Linked DNA regions of Mus musculus: region 2 is linked to region 1. A link is a contact called in public HiChIP or PLAC-seq data. All regions are on one chromosome and are shown on one strand. The core of a region is the stretch at or near the end of the contact, and the rest is flanking DNA. Distances in the headings are between cores, read along the strand shown.

What was found. HiChIP or PLAC-seq counts read pairs in DNA pulled down with a chosen protein or histone mark.
Region 2: a contact with region 1 is called in a RAD21 HiChIP or PLAC-seq map of pro-B cells, with 4 times the contacts expected there. The contact joins two enhancer-like sites. A contact is called at or near these places in 1 of 15 datasets of contacts at CTCF or cohesin (pro-B cells), 4 of 484 Hi-C or Micro-C datasets (the 63-12 cell line, the AML12 cell line, immediate neuronal precursor and 1 more), 1 of 115 datasets of contacts at active chromatin or transcription factors (large pre-B cells) and 1 of 9 other capture datasets (pancreatic islet).

Annotation. Positions count from the first base shown.
Region 1 is chr7:92,420,400-92,427,007 of GRCm38.p6, reverse strand. The region is part of intron 17 of Dlg2 (discs large MAGUK scaffold protein 2); the gene reads right to left. Among named protein-coding and RNA genes, the nearest start is that of Ccdc90b, 140 kb to the left of the region's middle. Within about 2 kb of position 2,402, at least 23 of the 459 cell types and tissues checked have an H3K27ac peak or open chromatin away from gene starts, as enhancers often do. A contact at or near this core is called in the 63-12 cell line and pro-B cells, where this site is marked.
Region 2 is chr7:92,517,944-92,524,551 of GRCm38.p6, reverse strand. No RefSeq gene overlaps it. Among named protein-coding and RNA genes, the nearest start is that of Ccdc90b, 40 kb to the left of the region's middle. Within about 2 kb of position 3,516, at least 6 of the 459 cell types and tissues checked have an H3K27ac peak or open chromatin away from gene starts, as enhancers often do. A contact at or near this core is called in the 63-12 cell line and pro-B cells, where this site is marked.

The DNA of each region.
Region 1 (6,608 bases), core at 1,153-3,652:
AGCAATGCTTTTCTAGGATTCATTGCATGTCCTGTGCTTCAGGGTTGACCTTGAGTCAACTTTGGCAATAGTTTTAAATCAAATTTATGCACTAGATCAACTAGTTGCTCAGGGGTTGTCTCAGCTCAGCTGCAAATCCCAGATGTTCTGCTCTATATTTGTATTAGGTTTAGTGTTGAACAACCTTGGTGTGAGGATAGGTTAGGGATGTTGAAAACAATTCAGTATCTGTTGGAGGAGGTTTGGGGTGGGAGATTGTCTTGTCCAAGGCCGAAAGACAGTGAATCTCATTGCTTTATACTGTACTAGAGAGTCTATAGGTTGACCATCCCAGACATACTTAGTCTGTGATACTTAGTCTCTCTTTCATAGCTTCAGCACCAGGGGAAAGGGAGCTGTTTTCACAAAAGGTGGTAACTGCATGGATGGCTTAGATACCTGCATCTGACTTAGGTAGTTCTTATGATATGTTACTGGAGCCTTGGTAGTGGTAAGAAATGACTGCCAACCTAAGTCATTCTTTACATCTACCTTGAAGAGAACTTGCTGTTGGGATTGGCCCTGCTAGGCCACCCTATATTCTGAAGGTACAATAAGACTCAAAGTCTTTCCTAAATGGCACATGCCCACACTTGCCCTGGAAATGCTTAGGAGGCATCCTTAAGTCTGAGAAAAGGGGGCTGGTGTGGGACCATTCAGGATTTTGTGTATTCTGAGAAAGAATGATTCCCTGCAACTAAATTAAACTACACAAAATCAGAGTTTAGATGGGAAAAAAAAAAAAAACCAGACTGATACTAAAGCCCCAATCTTCTGATCTGGAGATCCATTGCCATTCACAAGATGGGTGGAAAAATGTACAGAGAAAAGGTTGGAGTGAGAGTAGCATGGGTCCTTAATGGTGGCAACAGACTCCAACTTTATAGGGAAGGCTTGGGAACTATCACCAGAGTCCTGATAGTGAGATAAAGCTTCAGGTGTCAGGTGGTCGTTGTCAGAGTCTGACCTCTACACTGGTCAGAGCTCAAAGGCACAGCCCCATCCATCACGGTGATTCCAGCGCTCAAGGATGACAGAGAACTCACGCTGTGATTTCCGTTGTGAAAAACAAGATGAGTAATGAGTGCAGGGAAAGGTTCTGCTCTGCGTGTCTGTGAATACAATCCCTTCACTTTGGGAAATACAGTTTCCTCTAAATAACCGCAACACGTCACGCTTCTGTCTGAATCTCTTTCCAGTCATGCTGCAGATCACCCGAATGGGATCTTCCGGACACGAATCTTAAGTCACATCTGATGTCACTCTGTGTCGCGTGTGGTTCAGAAAACCGGGACAAGCACAGCTTTTCTTTCATGAGAGAATTATTTGTCCACTGTTTTGTGGTATGCTTCTTACGGAGGGAACTGGTTTTCATTCAGAGCAGTAGTGCTGGCAGGGGGTATCGTGTCATTCTCTGTGATTGTTATGGCCCTGTGCAAGATGTACACTGTGTGTGCATCAGAAGCTGGCAATGAAGAGAGAGAAAAGTGCATGTCTCCATGCCATTCTTGAGGGCCTTTGCTTTCCCATCACTGGCTTCTTGTTTCCACAAAATTTCTTGGGTAATTGGTACTCTGGTGACCCATTTTATAGATGGAGAAGCTGAGGTTCAAGCCTTTAGTGAGGCCCATTCGCTCAGCTATTAAGTGGCAAAGACAAGATTTAAGTCCACATTTGTTTTTCTCTGTTGAGTATATCATACACTCCCAGGAGGGCGGGAGATGTAGATTTTTCCCTGGGACTCACCAGAGCTTGCAGTGAACAAAGGGCATGGGCCACAAAAGAAGGTAGAGTCATCAAGAGGCCTGAAGAGGTCCAGGTCCACCTGTAAATACCAGCGCTTCTGCTTTCTCATACTCTCTGTTGGTATAACATCTCTGTAATCATGTCATCCTTAGTTAGGTTCTCTCTCCCTCTCTCTCTCTCTCTCTCTCTCTCTCTCTCCCTCTCTCTCTCTCTCTCTTCTCACAAGAGTTTGGCACTTAGGATAACAGCTGGCAAAAGGTACAGACTATTCTCGGTCTTGTTTTGGCAACTTTGTGGTTGGCAGTGGGCAAACAGCACAGGCTGTGGGTTTGCAGCTGTCAGACACTTGGCAGAGCTGTTTTCTAACAGAACTCTGCACAATCCTGGGAGTGTGTGTGAATCAGGAGCTTGCTGCATCGATGCATGGCTAGAGCAAGACCTTAGTCCTCTTTCCCGAGAGAGAAAAAAGAAGCTCCTGTTCTGAGGTTTTGGAAACAAGAAATCAAAGAGGGGGCTGGGGCTGGGGCTGGGGCTCTTAATGTTGTGTATAACATTCTAAACTTACTTCTTAGCACTTAAGAAGCCACCGGATGGCTATCAAGAATCAGTCTACTTCCCAGAGTCTGAGAATCTTAGCACCAGGGCATGTTAGGGTGGCAAATATGTAGCACGTGGTGGCATTCCTCCATTCTGTGCCCTCAGTGGGAAATCATACAGCAGTCACTGTCTGAAGTGTGGCTACAAAAATTTTTACTCATTATTTTTTCTTCTTTTATTAGTCTGGGTGTTTTGCCTCCTTGCAGGCCTGGTGCCTGTGGAGGCCAAAAAAGGGCATTGGGTCCTCTTGGAACTGGAGTTACAGACAGTTGCAAGTCTCCATGTGTGTACTGGGAATCAAACTTAGATCTTCTGGAAGAAGAGCCAGTATTCTTAGCTGAGGAGCTATCTCTCTAGCTCCTCTATACAACTCTTCAAGCAGCTATTTCCAATTGGCTACCGTCGGCATCTTGGTTTACATCCATTTGTTAGCTCAGTGTCTCCACAGGATAGTCAGAAGATTAAATTTCTCAGCCATGAGAAGGCCCTTAAACTCAGGCTTAGTATATAGGTAACACTGGAAGCAGCTTTGGCCTTAATTATCTGGTGAGTAGCACAGAGTGTTTGCAAAGTATTGGCTTACACAGCAAGAAGCTGAGCTTTTATAAACCATAGGATAAAGAGTGCATGGGAGTCAGAATAACAGACTTCAGGGTTACTGCTTACTGGTGGGATACACAATCCCTAAGGCTCTAGGTGCCTCCTGCACAAAGTAGGCTGTCAAGGTAAGACCTCCCTAGTAATAGTGTCATTACAGTAGTTAAATGAGATAACCAGAATGAAAGAACTAAAGGCAGTTATGGGCAATACTTGTGAAAAGTAGAGTAGCATAGAAAGTATGGGGGTCAGGGTTACCAACCTTTGCAGAGAAGTCTGGGGTTTCCTCATCTCAGATACTACACTCAGGCCATTTCCTCAAGATCCTCATTTGGAATATCCTAACTTAACTGATGAATACCGGTGGGCAAGAAGGATGATTTTTCAACTCGCATACATCCATTTTGTGTAAAGAGCTTGATGGAGCTTTGTGAAGGGGAGGCACTAGCTATAGAGGTTTGCCTGGTGCTGATAATTCCCATTTGGTATTTATTGCCTCCAAATACAAGGACAATTGGAAGGTGTATACAGAAGGCATATACAAAACCATGAGCCATAACTTTACTATTTTATCAGTAGACAGAAATAGGGAACTATCCAATAGTTAAGGTTTTGAAGTTGCATTTGTATAATTAGGCAATATGCATGTTAATTAACATTTTAGCTGCTACTCAATCTAGTTTTACTTAGAAAAGTAATGCATGATTTGGCGCAGCAGGTATCTGAATTATGTTTTAGAAGTGGAGGCTTGTAGACATGCATGTGCAGGGCTGTGTGTCTTCAGAACATAGTGCGAATGGGGCTTTGTGTACTGTGCCCTACAGTAGCCTTGAACAATTTTGTACCACCCACTTTTCATAAAGCTATGCTGTCTCCAGATGGAACACTTTTCATATTGGCAAAGAGTCTTTCCATAATTGTTTGTATGTCTATTTATGAGACATAAAGATAGTCTTGATTATAGCAAAAGCCAGAAATTCAGTAGAAAAATACAGCCGATCTTGATGTCAAAGTTGCCTCTTTCTTGAACACATGTCTTGGCCCCACCTATCTTTTTGTCCTGGCACTGGCCCTCACAGGAAGTTCCTCTCTTCCTTTTGACAAGCGCTCTTCTTTCCAAAGTGTAGCACACAGGTCCTGTCCTGTCTGGAAGCAGTGCTGTTGCGCTGCTTGTCCCGGAGTGCTATTCCCGTTCATGGATTGAACTCCCTCTCCCAGGACATGCGCACTGAGATCCAGGCTTGATCAATTTTCACATTGGCTTTTATAGTGCTGTGAAAGGTATCCTTTCACGCAGAAGCTGCCAATTGAAGCCGTGACTGTTCCTTTTAACTTTGGAGGGAAACTCACATGCCAACGCAATACCCTCTGTAATTTGACATGCTGGATGTACTGATGTTGCTTTATTAGGGGGAGCAGACGTCTGAATTACGTTTTAGAAGTGGAGGCTGGTAGGCACACATCTGCCTTACTAACGTAATGATTTCAACTGCAACTCTCTTCTCACAGTTTAAAGGGTATAGAGTTATATCCTTCATTCCCTCAGTGAATATTTGTGTGCGGCTATAATTTGGGAGAGTAAAATATGATTGGTGTCATTGTGGCACCTCGTCTGCAAAAGCTTTGATGATGGGGCCTTAATCTTAAATTCTACGACTTAGTGGTTCTGAAAAAAAAATCTAAAACTGTAATTTCCCAAAGAGAAGGTAGTCACTGTAGGTACACCCCATAAAGAGGAGGGAAGAGCAAGGGATGATATTCTCTTTTTCTATGGCTGTGTGCTGAATGGGAGCAAAGTCCTTGAAAATTGAAAACCAAGGAGATTAGTGTTAGTGGTCTTCATAAAACCAAATCAGTAAGTCACATTTCTCCCCATGAAAAATTGGGAGTGGTTTATGGAATCATTGAAATAATTTTTGGCCTTTTTTTCCTGGCTGGTTTCTGAATTAAAAAACAAAACAAAACAAAAAAACAAACAAACAAACAAAACCCAACCAAACAATGAGAAACGGGAAAGGCAATTTTTCTTTATCCTAACGTTGGGTTAACCATAAGAGTAGGAAGATTGTAGCCATGTTGAACACAAGAACTCTGAACCCTTCCATCATTGAGAGTTAGGAATTTCCTCTCTTAATAACACCTTCATCAATATGACAACTATGCAACTTTAGTATTCTGCCTGGGCAGCTTGTTGCAAGTTTGTCATTTCAGTCTTTGGTCCATGTCACCTTCCTTTTCTGATCCCTATCATTAACTGACATCTGTCTCTAGTGTATGTGTTTTCTGCTGGCCACCAGGCTCCTTCAAAACCCTCCTCCAACTCCAGATCACATGTACGTATTAGCACTCTGCCTCTAAAGGCATGGTTTTATAATACATCATACTATAGCGGGGTGGGACAGAGATGCCCCAAACACTTCTACTTTTCAATTAGTATTCAAGCAGAAGACAATACCAATTTCTACATTGGTATTTATTTCTTTGGCTCATGTATTGAGCCTGCAGTTTTCTGATAACCTTGTCAACCGTTTTTTTTTTTTTTTTTTTTTTTTTTTGGGTAACCCAGTTTGCTAAGGATTGCAAGTTAATATTAAAGACATAAGGACCCCAGTGGTAATAGGTACTTGTATTAGTCACCAAAGACCAGTCACTAGGCAGCAGGAAACAGTGAGAGTTGATTAGAAGAATGTGCTTGTTATTTGGAGAATGTTTCCCTATACTAAGCAAATGGCTTGAGGTGACCAGAGAACATTTTAAAGTAGTTACCTACCTTTTCCATTATGTTTAGTGACCTAAAAAGTTTTTAAAATTTCTTTCAGCATTAGATGAAGTATTTTTATCAACTTCCCAACCATTCCTCAGATAAGGTTAGACACATAAGATATGCTATGTGTCTTAAAATATTAATCAAGGAGAAACTGATAAAAAAAGACATCTGATTTAACAGAACACCGTACGTTAGAAATATTTCTGTTCCAGGAGAAGGGAAAAAAGCAAAAGGAGGAGGATGGAATCATGACTTTCTCTCCTCCGGGGAGATTACATTGATTTCAGCTGATTGGGTGTCAAAATCATCCACCATGGGGATGTCAACCAGTTGAGGTTGGAATTGGTATTAGAAAAGCTGTGCCTGTGTGCATACATCACGTTAGGGTTCACGGGTGGTGCCCGTGTCATTTGTATCTTTCCACATCAAATGCTGATTTTGTTTCAAGCCATTTGCTTCAGAGAAGGATGACCAAAAAAAAAAAAAAAAAAAAAAAAAAAAAAAAAAAAAAAAAGGCAGCGAAATGACTACCACAGACGATGGGGGCAACCGCAAAGAAAAGAACCACAAGCCCAAGCAGTAACTTACGGCAGCTACTTTCGCTATCGCTGGCATTAGAAGAGACGTGTTCTGCAAGGACAGCACAGCAAATTAAAGAAGGATCAAGCGTCAGAGAGCAGCCAGAAGGGAAAGGACACACCCATGCAAAGCTACTGGAAATGTAAGCAAAGGCAAGTGAAAGGCTGCAGAAGAGATTGCACTAAGAGAATCCAGATAAGAGAAAGATGAAAACTTTATTGCCAGTTTACATGAAACCGCTGTTTCTTAGGAAAAAAAAAAGTACCTCTCATTATCAAACAGT
Region 2 (6,608 bases), core at 2,267-4,766, 96 kb before region 1:
CCTTTCGCCATCTGGTAATCTCTGAAGCTAGCTGTTATAGTTGTCTCTGTTAAGAGCTTGTTCTTCAGGTGACCCTGTTAGCCTCTATAAGCAGACCTGGGAGGGCAGCTCTCTCCTTAGTTTGAGTGGGCAGAGTATTCTCTGCAGGCAAGCTCTGTTCTTGCAGGGAGGGTATCCAGATATCTGGTGTTCGAACCAGACTCCTGGCAGGAGTTGTGTTCCACTCACTAGAGGTCTTAGGATCCCGTGGGGAATCCTGTGTGGGCCCTTGCGGGTGTTGGGCGAGACTCCGCTGGCAAGGTACCTCGGGGCTCGAGTGGAGCGGAAGGGGCTTGTGAGGCTGACTCTTGCTTTGCCATTGTACTGTGCAGGTGAGCTTCTGGCTGATTCTGTGTATCTGTTATCCAATATTGTCATATGAATTTTGGGATTACAGATGTGTGCTACCACATCTGGATTTTTACTTAGCTTCCAGAGATGAAACTTAGGGTATCAGGTGTGTGGCAAGCATTTATATCTCCCAGTTCTTTGTTTTTCTTTTCATGGAATTTTTTTTTTCTTAACATTTCCCCTGTACATTAGTTATCCATTACACTCTACCTAGAACATTGCTGCTGTTTTAGCAGCCTTCACATTATACTGACAAATCAAGAAAGAAAATGCTTAGACTATACTGAACTAGATGCTTCAACTCCTCCAGGGATGCTTCTGTATATGGACTTCATTCATTCAGCAGCTCCTTCTATTTTAATTAAGTCTGCTGGGCGCTGAGGTCGTTAAAAGCAAAGAGACAAAACCCAAATTATAGATAATCTTGTGTCAATTTTAGGTGGGGTGGGCCACAGAGCCCAAGTATTTGGTTAAACACTCTTTTGGATGTTTTTCTGAGAGTGTTTCTTGACATAATTTATCCTTAAATAAGTGAACTAGAGTAAAATGGGTTCTCTTCTATCCTGTGAGTGGATCTCATGTACAAGTTGAAGAGCTGAAGAGAGTAAAGGCTGACTTCTTGTGGGCAGGAAGGAACTCTGCCAGCAGACAGCCTTAGGGTTGAACTTCAGTACTTTCCTGCAGGACTTCCTTGAGTTTTGGATTCACTAACCTTCATAGTTGTGTGAACCAGTTGCCTCAAATGAATGAGCAGACACATGTATATCTGACATGACAGCTTGATTTACAATTTCTCAGCTATGATCCGAAAGTGATACATATTCAATACAACTGGATTGAACTTTGCTTTTTCCCCAGGCTACTGATATATACCACAATATTCTCACTGTTGCCCAAGTATGTGTGGCTGCCAGTTACTTATACAATCATATGGGGAAAACAGCCAGTACACTGTATTGAGTACATTGTCCAATGAACTACATTGATAAGTTATGATATTTGGGAGGAAGTATTTTCAATTTGTAACTGGTTAGTTGGGCTACAACCCATCATATGTTGAGGGCCATCTCTTTCTTTTAATGGTTTCATTTCTGTGGACGCCTCATTCTCAGTCCCTCAGTGCCCTCAGAGCCCACATGCAAATTTTAGATTCCAATGGGGAAACTGCCCTCAGTGGCAATCTTGCATCCACCTTCCTTCCTCACAGGGGATATGTTCTAAGAGTAAAATGATGCCAGAAACTGGATGAGTTAGAGAATTGTGCATATCTGTATAATGTTTAGTATGTCAGTTAGGCATAGTAACAGATCAACAGCAACAAAAATAAAATACTGATAATAGAATGTAATAAAAATTATATGAATACTGCTGCTTTTCAAAATACTTTATTAGACTTTCACCTTTTCACTCAAAGCAAATGCTATGAGATCAGATCAGCAGAACTGAACTCAGGTCGTTATCACTCTTGCCCTGGGGACTGAGTAAGATCTGAACATAAGTACTGTGCTACCCTGATAGACCATATTGTGATGGAGAGAGCTACTAAGTAATGAAAGGCTGAATAGTAAATGTGCTGGATAAAGTGATGATCCACTTCTGAGTGACAAAATGCTGCAGTGGGAGGTGTCACACTATTTGCAAGAGTACACAGTTTAAAAGTAGTGAATTGACTTTTTTCCTGAAGTTTTCCATTTTGTGTTTTCAGGTTGTGGTTGAACTTGATCAACTGAAACCTCAGACCTGTGGGTAAGGAGGGGCTACTGACTGTAAAGTGTGCTTAGGGGCTGGCAAGATGGCTCAGAGAGGAAAGGTGCTTGGGGCCAATCCTGATGACCTGAGTTGGATTCCTGAGACCCACGTACTGGGGAGAGTCTTATAAATTGTCTTCTGATTTCCAGAGTTGCACCAAGGAAGGAAGGATTTATCATCTGGAGATACTTATAGAAATTTTTTGGGTATGTTTTCTAGGAGGATGGCATCTAAGGTCCTGAGATAGGAAACTCGTATAAAGATTTTACAGTGTGATAAAATTTGCAAAACACATGAAACTCAAGAAGAAGGAAGACCAAAGTGTGGATACCTCACTCCTTAGAATGGGGAGCAAAATACCCATGGAAGGAGTTACAGAGACTAAGTTTGGAGCTGAGACGGAAGGAACGACCATGCAGAGACTGCCCCATCTGGGGATCCATACCATAATCAGCCACCAAATGCAGACACTATTGCATATGCCAGCAAGATTTTGCTGACATGACCCTGATATAGCTTTCTCTTGTGACGTTATGCCAGTGGCTGGCAAATACAGAAGTGGATGCTCACAGTCATCTATTGAATGGATCACAGGGACCCCAATGGAGGAGCTGGAGAAAGTACCCAAGGAGCCGAAGGGGCCTCTAAGCCTACAGGAAGAACAACAATATGAAATAACCAGTACCTCCTCAGAGCTTGTGTCTCTAGCTGCATATGTAGCAGAAGATGGCCTAGTCGGCCATCACTGGGAGGAGAGACCCTTGGTCTTGCAAAGATTATATGCCCCAGTACAGGGGAATGCCAGGGCTAGAAAGCAGAAGTGGGTGGGTTGGAGAGCAAGGCGGGGGGAGGGTATAGGGAACTTTTGGGATAGCATTTGAAATGTAAATGAAGAAAATATCTAATAAAAAATTTGTTTTTTTTTTTTTTAAAGATTCTACGGTATGGAAAACATTATATTGTTTGTTGTACTTTGGGAATCCTCTGTGTAGGTGGTAGTAGTTAAAAAAGAACTAAGGCATAACAAATGAGAAAAATGCTCATAAGTTAAAAAACAAAATAAAACCAACCAACCAAACAAACAAAAACCAAGAGTATATTCCTGTAGGCAGGCTGAATCTTTCAGGGACCCAAGCTGGAAAGTGGTTCATTTTTCCCTTAGGGCCCAGTGCAAAACGAAACAAGACAAATGACCAAAACTAACAAAACCCAACCAACCAACCAACCAACCAAACAACCAACCAAACAACCAAACAAACAAACAAAAAGAAAGAGGCAAATGTTAAGTGGCCTTTGCTCCAAAGCCAGACGAAACTAACCTGAGAGGGAGTGCAAATGAGACAGAGTGCAAATGAGAGGGAATTCCTGCAGAGGGCGCCCTATACAGAAACACCAAGGCATAGAAGAGCTGGCTTTGTGAAGCTCCCCAGGGTACTGTCTCATTCTGAGTATTTGTTAAAAAGCGCTGCCAGTTAGTACACTTGGCTCATTGTCTTAAATCCATTGGTATGTGCACACGAGGGTTTACTCTGATAGTATAATGAAAATGACTTTTTTTTTTTTTTTTAAAAGGAAGAGAACAAGTAAGCATTAAAATACGGGAGTCATTTGAGAGCTCTGCTCCATTTTCTGAAAGAAGTTTCAGAGACATAGGCTAAAAATAGATACCAAGAAGCAAAGAACGGGTGAATAAAAAACATCTACACCTCTAGGCTAGAGACTGATTACAATAGGAAGACGATACTCTTAGCCTAATTGCACTGCACTACCTGTAATTAGGTTAAGAGAAGTTTAGAGTGCTATCATTTCAAGGACACCTAGGTTTGCATGAGGTTTCAAAGTGTAGGTACTAAGCAGGGAATGAGCATGTGTTGAGAGTCCCATCCAGCCTGAGGCTGTCTAACAGCACAGTGCGAGGCTGAAGGAGTGTTTGTGTTAGCTGACCTCCCTTTGAGCATTGTAATCTCCACTCAGGTGCCCAATATCTCTCCCACATAAAGTGTCTTTTTCTCCCTGAGGTCTGTTTCACAGAGTTTTGTTCTATGGCCCGTAGCAATGATTGCCTGTCAACTCTAGACACATCTCTATAAGCCTGACTAAGCTGAGTAACTTGTGAAACCAGTCTTGAATCCCTAGACTCCATGTCACCTCCCTGAAATAAGATTTTAAAACTATGTCTCTTTCCTGTCACATTTATTTGAATTTTTAATATGTTTTACTAGCACATACTGATTTTTTAAAAAATTGACATACATATATATATACACATATATATATATATGCATGTATACATATATACATATATACATATATACAGTACTTTGATCATTCACTTCCCTATCACCCTCTATTGTTCATCCTCTTCTATACTGGTACTTTTCTTCTTCCCAAATAGTTCCTTTTCTTTCATGCTTTAAAATTTTTTTTTAGATTTGCATACAAGAAAACATGTAGTATTTGTCTTCCTGCAGCTGGCTTATCTTGTATGACACGGAGATTTTCTAGTTCCATCCATTGCCTTGCAAAGATCATATTTTCATTCCTCTATAATGGAATTATATCCCACATTTACACTCTTCATTCATCTGGTGGTGGACATCTACGTTGATTCTACAGCTTAACTGTTATAAATGCTTCTGTCAACAATGTGAACAAACAGGTGTCTCTCTATTGTATGCTAACTTCCATTGCTTGGGTGGATATTCCCAGGAGTAGTGTTGCAGAACTGTTTGGTGGTTCTAGTTTTAATATTTTGAAGACCTTCCATACTTAGTTTCATAGTATCTGGGCTAATTTACATTATTACCAACAGTTGTCCCTTTGACTCTTCTGAGCTCCGCTAGCACCATATTAAGCAGTTAGCACAGCTCCTTAGGTACTTAACACTTTATGTCTACAACATAATATTCCTAAAAATAACTGTGGTTGATTCTGTTTCTTTCTCACATATTTTTTCAACAAGGATTTTACCACAAGTATGAAAGGAGAAACAACACAGGTGTCCCTCAACAGAAGAATGGATACAGAAAATGTGGTACATCTACACAATGGAATACTATTCAGCTATTTAAAACAAGGACATCATGAATTTTGAAGTCAAATGGATGGAACTAGAAAATATTCTGAGTGAGGTAACCTAGACTCCAAATGACAGGTATGACAGGAGGCTCTACCCAGTAGTGGACTGAAACAGATGCAGATACTCACAGCCAAACTTGGACCAAGGTCAGGGACAATTATGGAAGAGTTGGGGGAAGGATTGAAGGCTCTGAAGGGGAAGCGAACCCCACAGGAAGACCAACATAGTCAATTAACCTGGACCCCTGGGAGCTCTCAGAGACTTGCTTTTCATAACTTTCTTCTCTCTTCCATAATACCAGGCTTCATGGGGTCCTCTGATCCTTCCTGACTACTCTACTGATATGGTATAACTGTCACAGCTCTCCTGAAATGCACAATTTTCAAAACTGCTTCCAGTGGCCTGTTGTTAATGCTGGGCAACTGCAAGCTCACTGAGGACTGTTGGATGCTGGGGCCTCTTAATTAATGAGTTGCCATACTAATGCAAGGAGTTGTATTTAATTAATACAGATTTGCTTGTCTGAACTCCAGATAAGTCCCAGTTATTTTTGACACAGTCCCAAGGTATAGATAAAGTTTAAAATGGTAATTTAGAAGGACCAGCTTTCAACTTCTATAAACAGGAAAAATGGAACATAGACTATTGTTACATTTCAATACAACATTGCTGTAAGATAGTCTGCACAATTGAGCCTCCAGGGACACACTTAGCAACTCATCCTTAGAATCAGAGCAGCTAAATCAATACAGTGAAGTTTTACGTTAATATGCTATTTAGAGGACATCTATGTTGAGTTCAGAAATCTAATTAGTCGTTTCCTGTTCCCTTTTTCATTTCCAGTTCACCTGTGTCTGTATTCAGTTCTCACTCTTGACTTCCATTCTGATGATAACACTTTGCAGCGAAGCCCCAACCTTTTGACACAAAGGCCCAAGAATGAAATGTACCAGAAACAGCTGGCACAAAGAACTCAAAATGACTTTTCATTAAAATGCTTAAGACTCTGCATTATCACTAGAAAAGTGCTAATAAAATTCACTGTCAGTAATTAGGGAGGACATTTGCAACGTACTTTTCCCCAGGGCTTCTCTCATCACTGGAGCCAAGTAATTCTCATGACAAGGAAAAGTAAAATGATGCTATTGATACATTGCTCTTGGGTCATAGACTGTCTGGATGTTGTAATGTTCCTGTGCTCTAAACTCAGTCTCAGGGGAACAAAGGTTGATGTTCATGGCTAAAGTAAAGCCTCTTTCTTAATCCATTTATCTATACAAGGTCATTTAAGACTGAACTTCTCTATGTAACTAGGAATAAAGTCAACAATAGCAAGTTTTGATCTACATGATTCTGTATATCATGAGGTCACCTACTGTATAGACACGCA